Regions from separate parts of the Mus musculus genome. Here regions 1, 3, 4 and 5 are each linked to region 2. Evidence: chromatin contacts called from public promoter capture Hi-C and targeted proximity ligation data. All regions are on one chromosome and are shown on one strand. The core of a region is the stretch at or near the end of the contact, and the rest is flanking DNA. Distances in the headings are between cores, read along the strand shown. Region 1 holds the start of Slc1a1 (solute carrier family 1 (neuronal/epithelial high affinity glutamate transporter, system Xag), member 1). Region 2 holds the start of Cdc37l1 (cell division cycle 37-like 1). Region 3 overlaps Gm41829 (a long non-coding RNA gene). Region 4 overlaps Rcl1 (RNA terminal phosphate cyclase-like 1). Region 5 overlaps Gm35922 (a long non-coding RNA gene).

Region 1 (2,700 bases), core at 55-2,554, 160 kb before region 2:
GAGCAGTCAGTGCTCTTACCCGCTGAGCCATCTCTCCAGTCTTTTCCTTGATAGTTTGCCCTCTTCGGGAATTTTTATTCCCAGCTCTTCCCCCAAGAAACCAGTAATCTCGAGGGAGTTTCCTCTCTCCTGATTTTTTTCTTTTTTTCTTTTGAGAATTTAACACCTGGAAAGGAGGTGAGATCATTCATAGTATAGTGTGCATGGTTAATAATGCTTAATCCATTGTCTTTTGAAGGGTTTTTAAAAATCACTCTGAACCAAAAGAATGAGGCTTTAATTGGGGGATTCTAGTGGTCGAGTAATCTGGTCAAGGAGAGTCCCCTGACAGCCAACTAAAGAGTAAACCCCAGAATGCAAAAAGGGCACAGGGCTCACTTAGTTAGTGATATGCTAAGGAGATAAGAGTCTGTTTAAAACCTGGCGTGGTGGCACACGCCTTTAATCCCAGCACTCAGGAGGCAGAGGAAGGCGGATTTCTGAGTTCGAGGCCAGGCTGGTCTACAAAGTGAGCTCCAGGATAGCCAGGGCTATACAGAGAAATCCTGTCTCAAAAAACCAAAAAAAAAAAAAAAAAAAAAAAAAAAAAAGGAGTCTGCTTAAGTAAGAGTAAAACCAGAATAAGAAATTCAGGTAGCAAAGTGTGTGACCACACTAACCCAGATTCTCCCAACTACACCCTGTAAGGTATTTGGCCTTGGGGATAGAATAGGCCCGCCCACCTTCCCACACCAGCAGGCCTTAATTACCCAGTAATGGCCACAAGGCGAGTCCCTAGGGGTGCATTTGTTAAGTTGTGCAAGAGATGACCACGCCCACGCGCAAGGTGTACAACCAAGCCTTGGTCCGGGCAGATCCTGTCTGACCCTCGAGTCAGAGAATAATCCCGCAGGGAATATCAGAGAATTAAATAGTCCCGCAGGTAATATCAGAGATCACGTGGGGAAAAAAAACCCCAAAGCTGCTGACAGTGCGTCACCCCAAAGCTGCTCTGACAGTGTGTCCCTTCTTGTGGCTCTGAAGCCTGAGGCCCAAGGCAGAAACGCGTCCCATATCAAATCCCTTCGCACTGGGCTAGGGCTGTGCGTCCCCAAGGAGACTGGTGAGGATCGTAGTGGGTCAGAAGCTCCTCGGTGGGACACCTCCACCGGGAGCCCAAGGGGACTTGATCGCCCCACGCGCACCATCCCGCCGGGACGCTCCGCCCTCCGTCTCGCTGGTTGGCCCGGTCGCTGCAGCGAGCGGCGGCGGGAGGAGCCAGGCGCGCCCGCCACGCAAAACCACCGTGCTCGGTCCCCAGCGGCAGTGGCAGCGCTGACAGCGGCCGGTGCGCGTTGTCTCCACTGTGCCCTGCATCCCGCATCTCGCATCGGCCAGGCTACCCGACTCATCGCAAACGTCAGTGCTCACCATGGGGAAGCCCACGAGCTCGGGATGTGACTGGCGCCGCTTCCTACGGAATCACTGGCTGCTGCTCTCCACCGTGGCCGCCGTGGTACTAGGTGAGTCGCGCGCGGGGGCACCAGGCGCGTGCCCGAGGCCAGGCCGCGTGCGGGACCGGGTGGGCTCGGCGTGGCACGCGCTGCCCGCATTCCCCGGTACTGGGCCCCCAAGCTCCAGATCAACCAGAGCGCTTTGGTGTCACCCGGGGGAAACAATGTTCTTAACCCCCTCCCTCCCCCATACTGGTGCTCCACGGGCTGCTGTCTCTGCTTTCTCCAAAATGATCAGAGGGCGCGTGAAAGGTGGGCAGGGGTCCTTTGAAAACAAGCGGGGTTAAATGGGGTTTAATTTGATCTTCATCCTTAACTGTTCCCACCACTTGCACACACCACCATCACCACCACCACCATCACCTTCGTGCCCAACCGCGACTGTATGAATTACTGTTCTCTGTCAGATTTAAAGAGACATCTGAGCCCGCGGAATGGTGGAGACCTTGGGAATGTTGGAGCAGAGGGTAGATACCTTCTTAGAGGGTACCTCTCCAGTCAGATTCATGCCTCATTTCTGAGCCAGCAGTTGTGGTTCACTGAGGCCACAGGGAACCAGCGCTGAGAGAACCCAACCCCCTTCTTCCTCCTGGGCAAGCTGCTCACCACGTTTTTCTATCGAAAATAATATAAGCTGCTTTTATTTGTTTTCACACTTGGGTGTATTTAAGTGGCCCATGCCTGACATACCGCTGAGCCAGGACTAGGTGGATGTCCGGGCCATTGCTCAGAGATTTGAGTTACTTGTGTTTAGAATCTCATTTTCTGGCCAGGTTGTCTGTATAACCTAAACTTGGCAATGTGCTGTAGGGTGGGAACCCTGTGGGTCTTCACACCCCAGGTGGGGCCATCCAGCAGGTAAGGACAGGTGCACCTTGAGAGAAAGTGGATTCCTAGCCAGGCTCCACCCTCTATCTGGAAGTTACAGCTGCCTCTGCTGGAAAGGGGACGATGGGGCAGCCCCTTCTCCCTGGGCACTGCACCTTGCTCCTGAGTCTGGGAATGCTTGGTGTTGCCTGCTCCTGTCCAAGGTCTTCCCCGCCAAAAATAAAATGCCTTTGGAAGTTAATGGAATCCTTGGGGTCACATGGGTTCCTCCAGAACCTTATGCAAAGGGAAGTCAGGCTTCCAGTAAATAAATAACATCCTGAATCGCATTAACAGAGGATGTTGGTGGGAGGAGAGGAGTGCAAAAGAACCCACTAGT
Region 2 (2,700 bases), core at 38-2,537:
CATGTCTCAGCCTTTCCCAGGATTACAGACTTGTTCATTTCAGAGATATTTCCACATCAGCACGCTGAGATCTACTCTTCCATTGCTTCTACTTACTTATTTTTAGCTTTCTTTTACCACCCCAAAACTGTCTTTGTATTAGATTCCGCTGTAAAAATACTGTTGGGTATTTTCCTGATCATGAAAGAGCTGAACTGAAGCACATAGGCTTTTCATGTCATCCCTCTTCCTTAAATGTTACACAGCATGCTTAACAGCATTTTTCTCATCTATCGCTCGACCATTAGGATTAACGAGCCTTTAGCGTTTGCCAGTCAGGGCTAAGGCAGATGACTCAGTAGGTAAAAATGGTAGCTGAGCAAGCATGAGGACGGTAGTTCAAATACCCAACAAACCTGCACCTCTAATCCTAGCTCTAAATGGGCTGAGACAGAAGGCTTGGTGTCAGTTCTCTGAGCTCAGCGAGAAGAAACCTTGTCTCAAGGGAATGCTGTGAAAAATAACAGAGCAGGAGAACTGATGTGGTCCTCTGGCCTACCCTTGTGAACCTCACGCCCCCACACACCCCTACCTACAGTTTGCCAATCAATCAAAGCTTGAAAGACTGATAGTCTGTCGTCTTATCTGATTGCGAATAGACAACAAGCTAAATTGTTAAACGTGCGGGTTGTGAAGTTAGACTTTCCTAGTTCCTAGGTGTCTGTTTCCCTCTCCCTGGTCCTAGAAACTAAAATCAGGGCCTTGCCTGTGTTAGTTAAATGAGCACTCTACTGCCAGGGTACATTCCCAATCTTTGAGTTTTTCGCTTAAAATGTGTTCTCGGGCTATGGTGGGTCATTTTGTCTCAAAAAGAAAAGGGACAGTGAGTACTCGGATCTTCACGATTCTAAAAAGACACGAGGAACGGAAAGCCCTCTGATACGTCTACTACTTGTCTCAATTCTTTACAAATGTGCTTGCCCCAGTATTTTATTTTTAGTGTCCTCCTCCGCTGTAGCAGGGTTTGGAGAACAGTCTTGTCGCGGGTAATTTGAAGTTAAAGGAAAGTTGGCTGTGCTTTCTAAATCGGTCCCCCTCGACTCCGACTTAGATTGCTCTACACGAAGGAGCTTTTGAAATAGAAGAGGGACAAGTCAGAACACCCTTTGAACGCCCGGATCCGAACCTGCAGAAACCCTAGTTAGCTTTCCCGGACTTAAACTCCAGACTTTGCTTCTTCGTCCAGACGTGGCCACGCCCGGTCACGCCCCCGGAAATGACGTCCCGGCCGGCTACTTCTTCTTCCGCAGTCCGCCGGCGGCACAGTCCAGGCCTGCTCCGGGGGTGCATCGGCTTCGCCAGGGGCAGAGGGATTCTGGGTAACGACCGTGGCCGGCCGGGCGGCTGGCTCCGCCCAGCAGGTTCCACTCACGCCAGGGCCGTTGGCGCTGGCGGTTGCCGGGCCCGGACCAGTGGGACATGGAGCAGCCGTGGCCGCCACCGGGCCCCTGGAGCTTCCCGAGGACTGGCGGGGAAACCGAGGAGGAGAGTGACTTAGACGTGTCCCCCTCTTCGTCCCACTACTCTCCGGTACCGGACGGCGGCGCCCAGGTGAGAGCGGCCTGCGTTCTGCCGGGGGCGGGGGATGGGAAATGTCTGCGGGCATCGCGGGGGAGCCTGATGCCAAGCCACAGCTCTGGCAGCATCTTCCGCGAGAAAAGGAGGCGATCACGCGCGCATTCCCGACCTCCACGTCCACGCACACTTGTCCCTGCACCGGGGCTGGTTGCCCCTCACCTTTGCGAGAGGTTCCTCCTCCCCCTCTCTGCTGCTGTCTGCGTGGAGCTTTGGGGGCCGCTCAAGTGTATAACATTGACCCTTTGTCCTCTGGTGCGTGCTTTCATCCGAGCCTTTATTACGAGCTCCAGCTACTTTGTGCACAGTTGATAGGAACAGAGAGTGATTGTACTTCTAAAATAGTACACCGAGTCCTGACATAAACATCTCACGTGCTCTTTGCCGCGCTGACATCTCAGCAAATTCTGTAAGCCTTGCCTTTGACGCTGGCACACACCTCCGTTTCTATCATTGGTCCTTTACTGTATTCATAGTTTGATTCCGCGTCAGCCTCCGGTGAAAACATACAGCCACCGAATTGGCTTTCAGGCTTCTTCCCGAAGTTTCTGATACTACATGTGTTTTTCAACCCAGCTTTCTTGCCTCGGAAACTGTCAAGTGTTATATGCCAGTTATGGCTTTTATAGGGGTGCTGTGCTATGCTGCGAACATCACCTTCTCCCGACTTTTCACCTGGGTGTGTTTTGAACCAGATTTCAAAAGCATAGACTGAACACTAATCTTTTCAATGAAATTGATTGTAGGTGTCTGATTTCCAGGCGTTTTTGCAAAAATGTGGTCCAATATTATAATAGCTTTTCTTAAAGATGACTGGTTTAAATTGTCTGCCCGCAAGTCAGTCAGCTGAGTTGATTGGGCTCACCCACAGTATGCTGTTTCATAACCACAGACTATGGTCAGCCAACTAGTCATAGGGAAAGTAAGGCAAAATGAGAATTGATGGGTCAGTAGTCACCTAGTTACGGATCACTAGTATCATCTGTGTATACTTAGTATTGCAGAGGGAGAAAACGAAAAGTTGCTGGTGTCAATTTGGACAGGCAAGGGGAAACTGCCTCAATTTCAGTGCACTGTGGTTGACTC
Region 3 (2,700 bases), core at 193-2,692, 250 kb after region 2:
TTGCTCTATCTTCTTGCTTCTTACCCTCTCTCTCCCCATCCCACCACTACATGCTCGTGGCCAGTCTACACCTCTCTCTCTCTCTCTCTCTCTCTCTCTCTCTCTCTCTCTCTCTCTGCCTTTCTCTCAACTCCCTTCCCCATGCACTGAATAAAGTCTGTTCTATACTATACCATCATATGGATGGTCCCTCAGGGAGAAGGGATGGATGGCTCAGTATGGTCCTGCAGAGGCACCTCCACCAAACATATCCCTGGTTTCTTTATCTTTTTATAAAACACAGCACTGTGAAGATGTATATTTCCATGACTGAATGTTACAATTATGTGCACATTGTTGTCATTGATGCAGTGGGGGACTTCTTTTTTTGGCCCTTTTGTCCTCCACTGATTAGAAGCATGAGGAGAAAGAACTGCCCTTCTTTGTCAAGGGCCCAGACTGCCATGTGGACTTGCTGTATCTCAAGTCAACTCAATAATTATTTGTTGAAGGCATGTTTATTGTTCTACCCATTGTGGGAACTAACTCAAACACATTATTTGACCTAACATATAATCTTGCCTAGAAATGCAGACTACAGAAAGCATCTGGTTGAGACATACAAAGCATTAAGGAATAGAGGGAGAACATTGAATGTCACTGCTATTTCCTAGATTATTAAAAACTGATTTCACAGCCAACTGTCATTCATCCAGGAAGTGGTTGTCTTCAGTTCTCCACAGTTTAAGTAGAATTACCAGTATTTTGATGAAGATAGATGCTCCACTACAATTCCTCCGCCTGCAATTTATGTCCCTTTTAAATAAACATTAGATGTGCAATTTTAAAACGATGGCCTAGTTAAAAGATAGGTCAATTTTGTATTTAGTCTTAGATATTGTCTCCAAGAAATGTCATATGTACAGGCAAATATCTCCAAATCTGTGACAATTTCAATCCCCAAAGATTTTGGACATAGATGTTTCTCACCTGTAGCGGTCACTTGTGTGGCTTCTCACCTGTAGTAGTCACTTGCGTGCTGTCTCAACTTTTGCCCTTGGTTTCACTTCCTCTTTCACACCTGGGGAAGTTCCAAACCCTGACAGAGTTGAACTTTTTATTCTGAACTTTGGGGTGGGTGGAGAGACACCCACAACAACGCTGTTGTTGAGCCTTGTGCCAAATTTTTGCTTTCTGGTGGGTTTTTATTTTTGTCTAGTAATCAACTACGGTCAGTCCTTGGTCCCTTTGCCCTCCTTGTCTTCTAGATAGTGTCTTTATGCCTCCGCTTTTATCTTTAAAGCCAGCATTTGTACATATCAGCCACCCCCTTCCTTTGTCAGTTGATCTTCTTTATGCTTGGGGGTGGGGATCAGCCAGCAAATGAGAAGAATCAGCAGTCAGTTTTGTTCCCTTACAATGTCTTCTCTTATTGTCAACTGTGCAGTTTTTCTGCTTAAGAAGCTGCGGTATGTTTGCAGGGTCAGGTGACTGCCTGCAGCTACTCTTGCTCGGTCTGTGGCAGCATCTAGGCTGACAGCCTTTTCTCCGCCTCCCCCACCCACTCGATGGGCTCTTTACAGACTAATGAGCATGGTGAGGACATTAGAGCTATTTTTGTTTTACAAATAGATATAAATCCTTTGAACGACACCCAATGTACCCTATGCCCTTAGCTATTATGTATTATTTATATCAGGATTCTTTTCGAAGTGTTTTCTATGCACAAAATACATACTTAATAAATACCTGTTGTGCTACCAGAGATGAATGTAGTTTAAGATTAAAATGATCTAAAACTAAAGATTCATAATATCCAGAATTCTATGACTATAGATGAATGGAGATTGGTATACCATAATGAGATTTTAAAATATTACTCTGGCTGTAGTCAGTAAAATTTAAATGCATATTTCCTTTAGTCCAGAGAGTCTAAGTGTGTATTTTGGGCAACCTTTTTGTGCTTTGAAATGTATGTACAACACATGTAGTTGTGAAAAATTAGAAAGCTAAATATCCACAAGTAGAGTTTTCAGTAAATTGAGAGTTACCTGTTTCCTGGAGACTATGTAAGAGTTTAAACAAATAGGACAGACTGTAAAGATTAAAATGAGTGTGTGGGGTGAAGAGCTGGTAACAGAAAGTACTAATATGGGATTATCATTTTTGCTTACAGAACTTCGCTGTTGGATATGTGTAAAAAATGCACTCCAGAGAGTGTGAAAGGTTATACACGGGCTCAGTGGTCAATTCTGAAAAATGAAGAGGGATAGGAAAGGCCAAGAGAGATTTACGATATTTTCCAAACATTTAAAACTTTACACAAGTGGCACGTATTAACACTTACTTAGAAATTTAAAACAGAGGACGGTAGTTTTCTCAGCGAACGTACATTAAAATGTTTTTATATCGACAGTAGACATGAAGGCATACACCCTACGCTTTCACGAGGTTTAAGACAAGCATATTTCAGTAATTAATAGTCGCCTTACACGTTTTTCCTGTCATCATTCTTACTAAAGCTGAACTTGCTGGAATGTCCTTGGTTCCCGGCAAGCTTCCTGTGCTTCAGGAAAGGGCTGATTTGACATCTGGGAGGGATGTGTGTGATACCAACATTCTTGTAGCCGTGGAGTACCCAGCCAAAGCCTGCCTTAGGACTGCTACATCCTTTATCATTGTCGTGTGACAAGTGAAGGTGACAGGAAATAAGTAAACAGA
Region 4 (2,700 bases), core at 161-2,660, 140 kb after region 2:
TGGCTGTAGTTTAGGGTTGAATGGGAACTGGAGAGCTTCCGTAGACTCTGGAATGTGTAAGGCCTGCATTTCAAATGTACTTTGCCACATTTCAGCTGAGTGGGCTGAGCGTGTTCAGCCTCTTCTCCCAGCATGTGCTCATTTGTAAATGAAGACAAGACTGAGCTAACGTTGATGTTATTTGCATGCTCGGATACCTGGAAGCCTGTTGACATCATATTCTGTGATTGTTAGGTACTGTGAGAGTCTTTGTAAAGTGCAGAGAGGGAGGAAGCAAGGGCATGCAAACTTCCTCTCGCCTTGGTTCTTCTTAGTGTTCCTCGGAGTCTACTCCTCTAATGAAGAACACATCTGTCTTCGCTGTGTGCCCCGTGTGTGCCTTTGCTTACTGGGTGTCCGCCCTTGCATCTCTAGGTCTCCAGGCTTTGGGCTGTCGCTGGTTGCAGAGACTACCAACGGTACCTTCCTGAGTGCGGAACTGGCCTCCAATCCCCAGGGCCAGGGAGCAGCAGTGCTTCCCGAGGACCTCGGCAGGAACTGTGCAAAGCTGCTACTTGAAGAGATCTACAGGGTATGTCCCCTGGCTCTGCAGGCGCAGAGAAAGGAACAGTCAGGAAAAGACGATCGGATGTCTTTCCTTCTGTACTCCTTTCTGGGCACTTGAGCTAAAGAGCTCGCCTGTGTTCGAGTATCAAGCAGTTTAGAATTAACTAGTTGAATGGGTTCATTGAACTAGTCCATGAACAAGTCTGCTCTACTGGGACACAGAAGATATAGCTTTTCATGGGGACGGAGGAGAGGAGGGAGTGAGGGTTCAAAATAAAGCAACCAGGGAAGGCTAAGATGATGGCTGGCGCACTGGCCTGACCAAAAGGAGTGTCCCCCACTTCTACCACCACCCCTCTTTCATCTGCCTCTGTCTGTCTCTGTCCCTCCCTCCCTCCCTCTCTCTCACTCTCTCTCTCTCACACACACACATACACACACACACACACACACACACACACACACACCTCTCCCCATCTGTTTTGATTTTTCTGTGTGTTTGCCTGCATGAATATATGTGCACCACATACATACTTGGTGCCTGGGAAGGCCAGAAGAGGTTGTCAGATCCCCTGCAGTACGTGGCTACGAGCCAGTCTGTGAGTGCTGTGGTGAATCTGAGTGCTCTTCGTGAGCAGCAAGTGGGCTTAACTCCAAGCCATTTCTTTAGTCCCAGGACTACAGCCTCTCAGCTGCCCCAGCTGCTGCTCTGTGGAGATAGGGACTCACCTTCAGATTTATCAAGGTAGAAATCTGGATTTGTGTGTGGATAGAGTTGTGCCGTTTATTCTAGGGCATTGAAGACTGTTTGGGGAAGGCCAGACTGTCACAGCGTGGTGGAGGCTCTGGGAAGTGTGAGAACTTGGCATTGTTAAAGATAGACTTTAGCCAGTTACTACGTGTGTCTGTGGTTGTGTGGGTAGGATGCAGGTCAGGCAGGTGACCTGACTTCTTCATGGCTACAAACTGTTGATCACATGTGCAGCAGGCACAAAAGTGAGCACACACTTGACTTTCCCACGGCTGAGGTGTCTGACAGGAAGGAGGAGATCGTGAGGGAAGAGAAGATGCTGGCAAGAGGAAAGTGTGTTCCTAAGCGAGCCCATTATGGATACAGTTCCTGCACAGTTGAAGACTGCTTACAATTGTAGTCTGCTCCCCTGTCCAAGCTGATCCAAGCCGGCCTTGAACCCTGCGCACTAGTCATGTGATGAACGTCATCATTCTACCTAATTAAAGATAGGAGCCCCTCCTGATACAGCTGAAGAGCAAGGCGTAGCCATTGTGCTTGCTGCTAGGAGCAGTGGAGCCAGGGAGTGAGACCTCCTTTAGGACACGGCCTGTCAGTAATCTTGTGTAGCCCAGGTCTGGTGCAGGGTTTTTGGTGCCACATCAGTTTATTTTTAATGACAGATCTAGCGCTGGTTTTGAGAGATAGGTGGTAGTTAGACGTCTGTGGGTAGAAGGATAAAGCCATTGATTCACCAGTTACTTAATTCATAGAGTTTTATAACATTTCCCATCTCTGTGTTGTCAGGTAGAAGGGTACAGTGGTAACTGTCTGCCTCTGAGATTCTCGTTGGCTTGTGTAGGTCTCCACCTGACCTTGTGGGCTGCTGTGTCCTCTCTCCAACTATGGGGACACTTACGTCCCTTTCTAGGAGACCATGGGAGAACGGCAGACACCATGACCCAGAGGAGTTCAGCAGGAGCCCATGGGCACAGCTGGCATTTGGGTTTCCCACCAGTCACGGGAGGAAAACCTGTGTTAGATTAATTGAGGTCTTTTAAAAACTATTATTGTTCCTCAAGCAAGTTTGCTTTGTTTTAGTCATTAAGAAAACTTCCTGTTAGTGTCTAGTCCTTAATTACTAAAAGGCTGAAACACTTCATGCTATTTTGACTAATTCTCTGTAGGTCTGTGGTGTGACATGGAAGCATAAGACCCTCATATATATATATAGAGAGAGAGAGAGTGAGTCTCTGACCCAGTTCCTTCTGCTCAGGGGTTTCCGTGTACCAGTTTCTGCTCATGGGTTACCATGTACCAGGGGTTCTGTCCTGCTGTCTTTCCACCTCTCCTCACCTCACACTCGAGTGGGAGCCGCTCTTGTCTTCAGCGGGAGATTCTTTGCACATCCTCTTCAACCTCCC
Region 5 (2,700 bases), core at 162-2,661, 210 kb before region 2:
ACTACATCATACAGATACTGATCTCTGAATGCCACACAGTGTCACATTGCCATCTCCTCCTCTTGCTTCTCTAGTTCTCTTATTTGCTTTTCCTTCCAGGCCTCCTAAGTCCAAGATCTACGTTAAGTCCATAATTCTGAGCATGGTAGAGTCATTTCTGTTCTTCTGACAAAACCCTAACTGATAGATTTGGTAAAGGTGAGAGAAATATAATTATACAAGGTATCAAAAAACTCGGGTTTGAGAGCATTTCATTTGTTCTAGAAGTTAAATGGTTCTAAAATAGAGATTAAATGGGATAATTGTATCACTGTTAAGTAGTATATTACTAGTTTGGATCATAACTGCCCTCCAAAAAGCCCATGTGTTCAAGCCTCAATGGCCGCATCCATGGAAGCTGTAGACGTTTAGTATGTGAGGGGTAGTGGAAGGAGGAGAGTTCCCTGGGGCACATGCTCTTCAAGGATGCTATTTTTCCACTCTTTGCTTTCTGGACACCATGAGGTGACAAGTCTTTTGCACTGTATTATGATCCTGCTGTACTATGCCAAACTGCCACAAGCCCAGAGCGACATGGCTAAGTGCCCATGGACCTCTGAAATTGCATGTCAAAAATGTGTGCTTTCTCCTTGTGAACTGCTTATCTTAGGAATTTCTTCCAGTAGTGGAAATCTGAAGGTTGTACACAGTGGTGATTAGAATATTCCAGACAACCCAGAATAGTCCCTCATTTTTCTTGTCTTAGTATTATTGTTGTTTTCTTAATCTTTTGTGTGTTTCGAGACAGGGCTTTACTATATAGTCAAGGCTGGCTCCAAACTCACTAGAAAGCTAAAATTCCAAGTCCCAGGATTACAGGGCTGAGTGACCACACTCACTGCCCTGAGTTCTTTGATTTAGTATTGGGATGAGACAGCCAAAGAGTCCATGGGAGAGACTTGCAAGAAAAGTGAAACTTTGACCACATCTTCTTGTTGCTGTTTTAATTTTGCTTTTCACACAAACCTACAAGGATCTCTTTCTCATAGATTATTCTATGAGTTCCAAATGACCTATAATTCTATTGTTCCATGGTTTCCTTAGTATTTTATCAGGTTTATTATCCATCAAAGCCTTGCCTGGGTTGATCTGAGTGTTCGTTGGGATGCCCAGAGAAGTCGAGGTATCAGGACTCCATACCTCCTAATCTCCAGAGTCAAACTGCTGAAGTAAGGGAGTTAGCATTAATGCATTTTTTTTCTGTTGCATAGATGATTAAACCTCTCAAGATCAAGGCCCTTGTACCTCTGATGTAATTGCAATTGCATCTAACATGGCTTAAGCAGAAAAGCCAAGTCTATTCCTTTCCCAGTGTTCCGTGTGAGGGAAGATGCTCATGATGACCAGGTGGTGTCACTACCACCTAATTAATATATCCAGCTCCTTGGAAATCGTGTCCCACAACTGCGCTGGACTTCTCTTGAACTCTGATTCTATGCTTACACTTCCTGTTTGCCTCCCTTTCTCAAGTGCACAAACTTTGCCAAGAAAACCAGGGACTCTACACAGCTTGGGTTCTCTGAGAGCAAGCAGTGGTGTGTGTTCTGGTGGCCAGGCCTCACTGGAGAAACAAGACTAAAAGAGAGCAGAGGTCATCGCACTAGCTTCCTGGTGTTTGTATCCTAGTGACCAGGGAAGGATCCACTTAATGGACGAGTGAGAGAAGCTGGGTTCGACCTCTTTGTCTTCTTAAATCACCCTTTACAATCTTGCCAGTTTTCAGTAACATTTGAGTTGAATAAAGCTGAATTTTCTTTTTTATGTCTACCACTGCTATACCATTGTTATCCCTGGATAAGCAAATATCTAAGTTTACTATGAAGTTCTTATTTTTATTTGTTGGCTTAAATCTTTTTGTGTAATATATTTTTATCATATCCTTTCCCCTTCCCCTAACTCCTCCAAGATCCTCCATAGCCACCCAACTTCATGTTCTTTCTTTAAAAAGAAATCAGAACAAACAAAAACAAAATAAACAAAAGCAACACACACACACACACACACACACACACACACACACATAGAGTCCATTTTGTGTTGACCATCAGCTCCTCAGAATGTCATGGAGTGTAGCTGATATATCTATCATTGCTCCATTAGAAGAAACTGATTTTCCTGTTCCCAGTGGGTATTACAAACAGCTTCTTGGTTAGAGGTGGGACTTAGTGTCCACTTCCCCTTCTCCGTGTCAGGATTTTGTCTGTCTTGAATGTGTGCCAGGCTTAACGCATGCTGCCACAGTCTGTGTGAGTTCATGTGTGCATCAGCCCTCCTGTTGTGTCTGGAAGGCATCCACCATCTCTGGCTCTTGGATCCCTGAGCCTTGAAGGGAAGAGTTTGAGAAAGACATTCTATTTAGGGCTGGGTTGGCCAAAGTTTGTGGCCATTGTTCATGTATGGGTCTCAGAGTTAGTTCCTCTCTGCTACAGAGGAAGCTTTTCTGACTAGGGCTGAGAGATATGCTGACATATGGGTATAGCAATACATTATTAGGAGCCCTTTTCATGTTTGCTTTCCGTTTTCTGTTTGTTTGGTTTTTTGCTACGCTTCTTTATAAAAATAACAGTAATAGCTGTCTTCCTAGATCCCAAGACCTCTCTAGTCTCAGGTCATGAACGATTATGACTCATCTGGGTAACAAAGAACCTGTGCATCTGGCAG

What was found. Promoter capture Hi-C pulls out the DNA fragments that hold promoters and counts their contacts.
Region 1: a contact with region 2 is called in a promoter capture Hi-C map of neural stem cells. A contact is called at or near these places in 4 of 39 promoter capture datasets (embryonic stem cells, hippocampal neurons, neural stem cells and 1 more), 3 of 130 datasets of targeted methods (embryonic stem cells, oligodendrocyte precursor cells and pancreatic cancer cells) and 1 of 9 other capture datasets (adipose tissue).
Region 3: a contact with region 2 is called in a targeted proximity ligation map of memory CD8 T cells, with 10 read pairs. A contact is called at or near these places in 5 of 39 promoter capture datasets (the C10 cell line, frontonasal cranial neural crest, liver and 2 more), 4 of 484 Hi-C or Micro-C datasets (CD8 T cells, LSK cells, pre-B cells and 1 more), 11 of 130 datasets of targeted methods (bone marrow-derived macrophages, craniofacial prominence, effector CD8 T cells and 8 more) and 2 of 9 other capture datasets (adipose tissue and liver).
Region 4: a contact with region 2 is called in a promoter capture Hi-C map of liver. A contact is called at or near these places in 2 of 39 promoter capture datasets (3T3-L1-derived adipocytes and liver) and 1 of 130 datasets of targeted methods (embryonic stem cells).
Region 5: a contact with region 2 is called in a promoter capture Hi-C map of the HPC-7 cell line, with 3 times the contacts expected there. A contact is called at or near these places in 10 of 39 promoter capture datasets (the 3T3-L1 cell line, 3T3-L1-derived adipocytes, the HPC-7 cell line and 6 more), 4 of 484 Hi-C or Micro-C datasets (cerebral cortex and cortical neurons), 10 of 130 datasets of targeted methods (the NIH/3T3 cell line, bone marrow-derived macrophages, embryonic forebrain and 5 more) and 1 of 9 other capture datasets (pancreatic islet).

Annotation. Positions count from the first base shown.
Region 1 is chr19:28,833,831-28,836,530 of GRCm38.p6, forward strand. It overlaps Slc1a1 (solute carrier family 1 (neuronal/epithelial high affinity glutamate transporter, system Xag), member 1), which reads left to right and starts at 1,305. Exons shown (of 12, transcript NM_009199.3): 1 at 1,305-1,502. The coding sequence starts at 1,412. The region is part of intron 2 of Gm52404 (a long non-coding RNA gene); the gene reads right to left.
Region 2 is chr19:28,989,080-28,991,779 of GRCm38.p6, forward strand. Cdc37l1 (cell division cycle 37-like 1) reads left to right here and starts at 1,288. Exons shown (of 7, transcript NM_025950.4): 1 at 1,288-1,590. The coding sequence starts at 1,459.
Region 3 is chr19:29,235,804-29,238,503 of GRCm38.p6, forward strand. It overlaps Gm41829 (a long non-coding RNA gene), which reads right to left. Exons shown (of 2, transcript XR_877802.2): 2 at 2,254-2,700. Among named protein-coding and RNA genes, the nearest start is that of Gm41829, 8.3 kb to the right of the region's middle.
Region 4 is chr19:29,130,236-29,132,935 of GRCm38.p6, forward strand. Rcl1 (RNA terminal phosphate cyclase-like 1) reads left to right here. Exons shown (of 9, transcript NM_021525.2): 7 at 415-571. Among named protein-coding and RNA genes, the nearest start is that of Mir101b, 3.7 kb to the right of the region's middle.
Region 5 is chr19:28,775,625-28,778,324 of GRCm38.p6, forward strand. The region is part of intron 2 of Gm35922 (a long non-coding RNA gene); the gene reads left to right. Among named protein-coding and RNA genes, the nearest start is that of Gm35922, 17 kb to the left of the region's middle.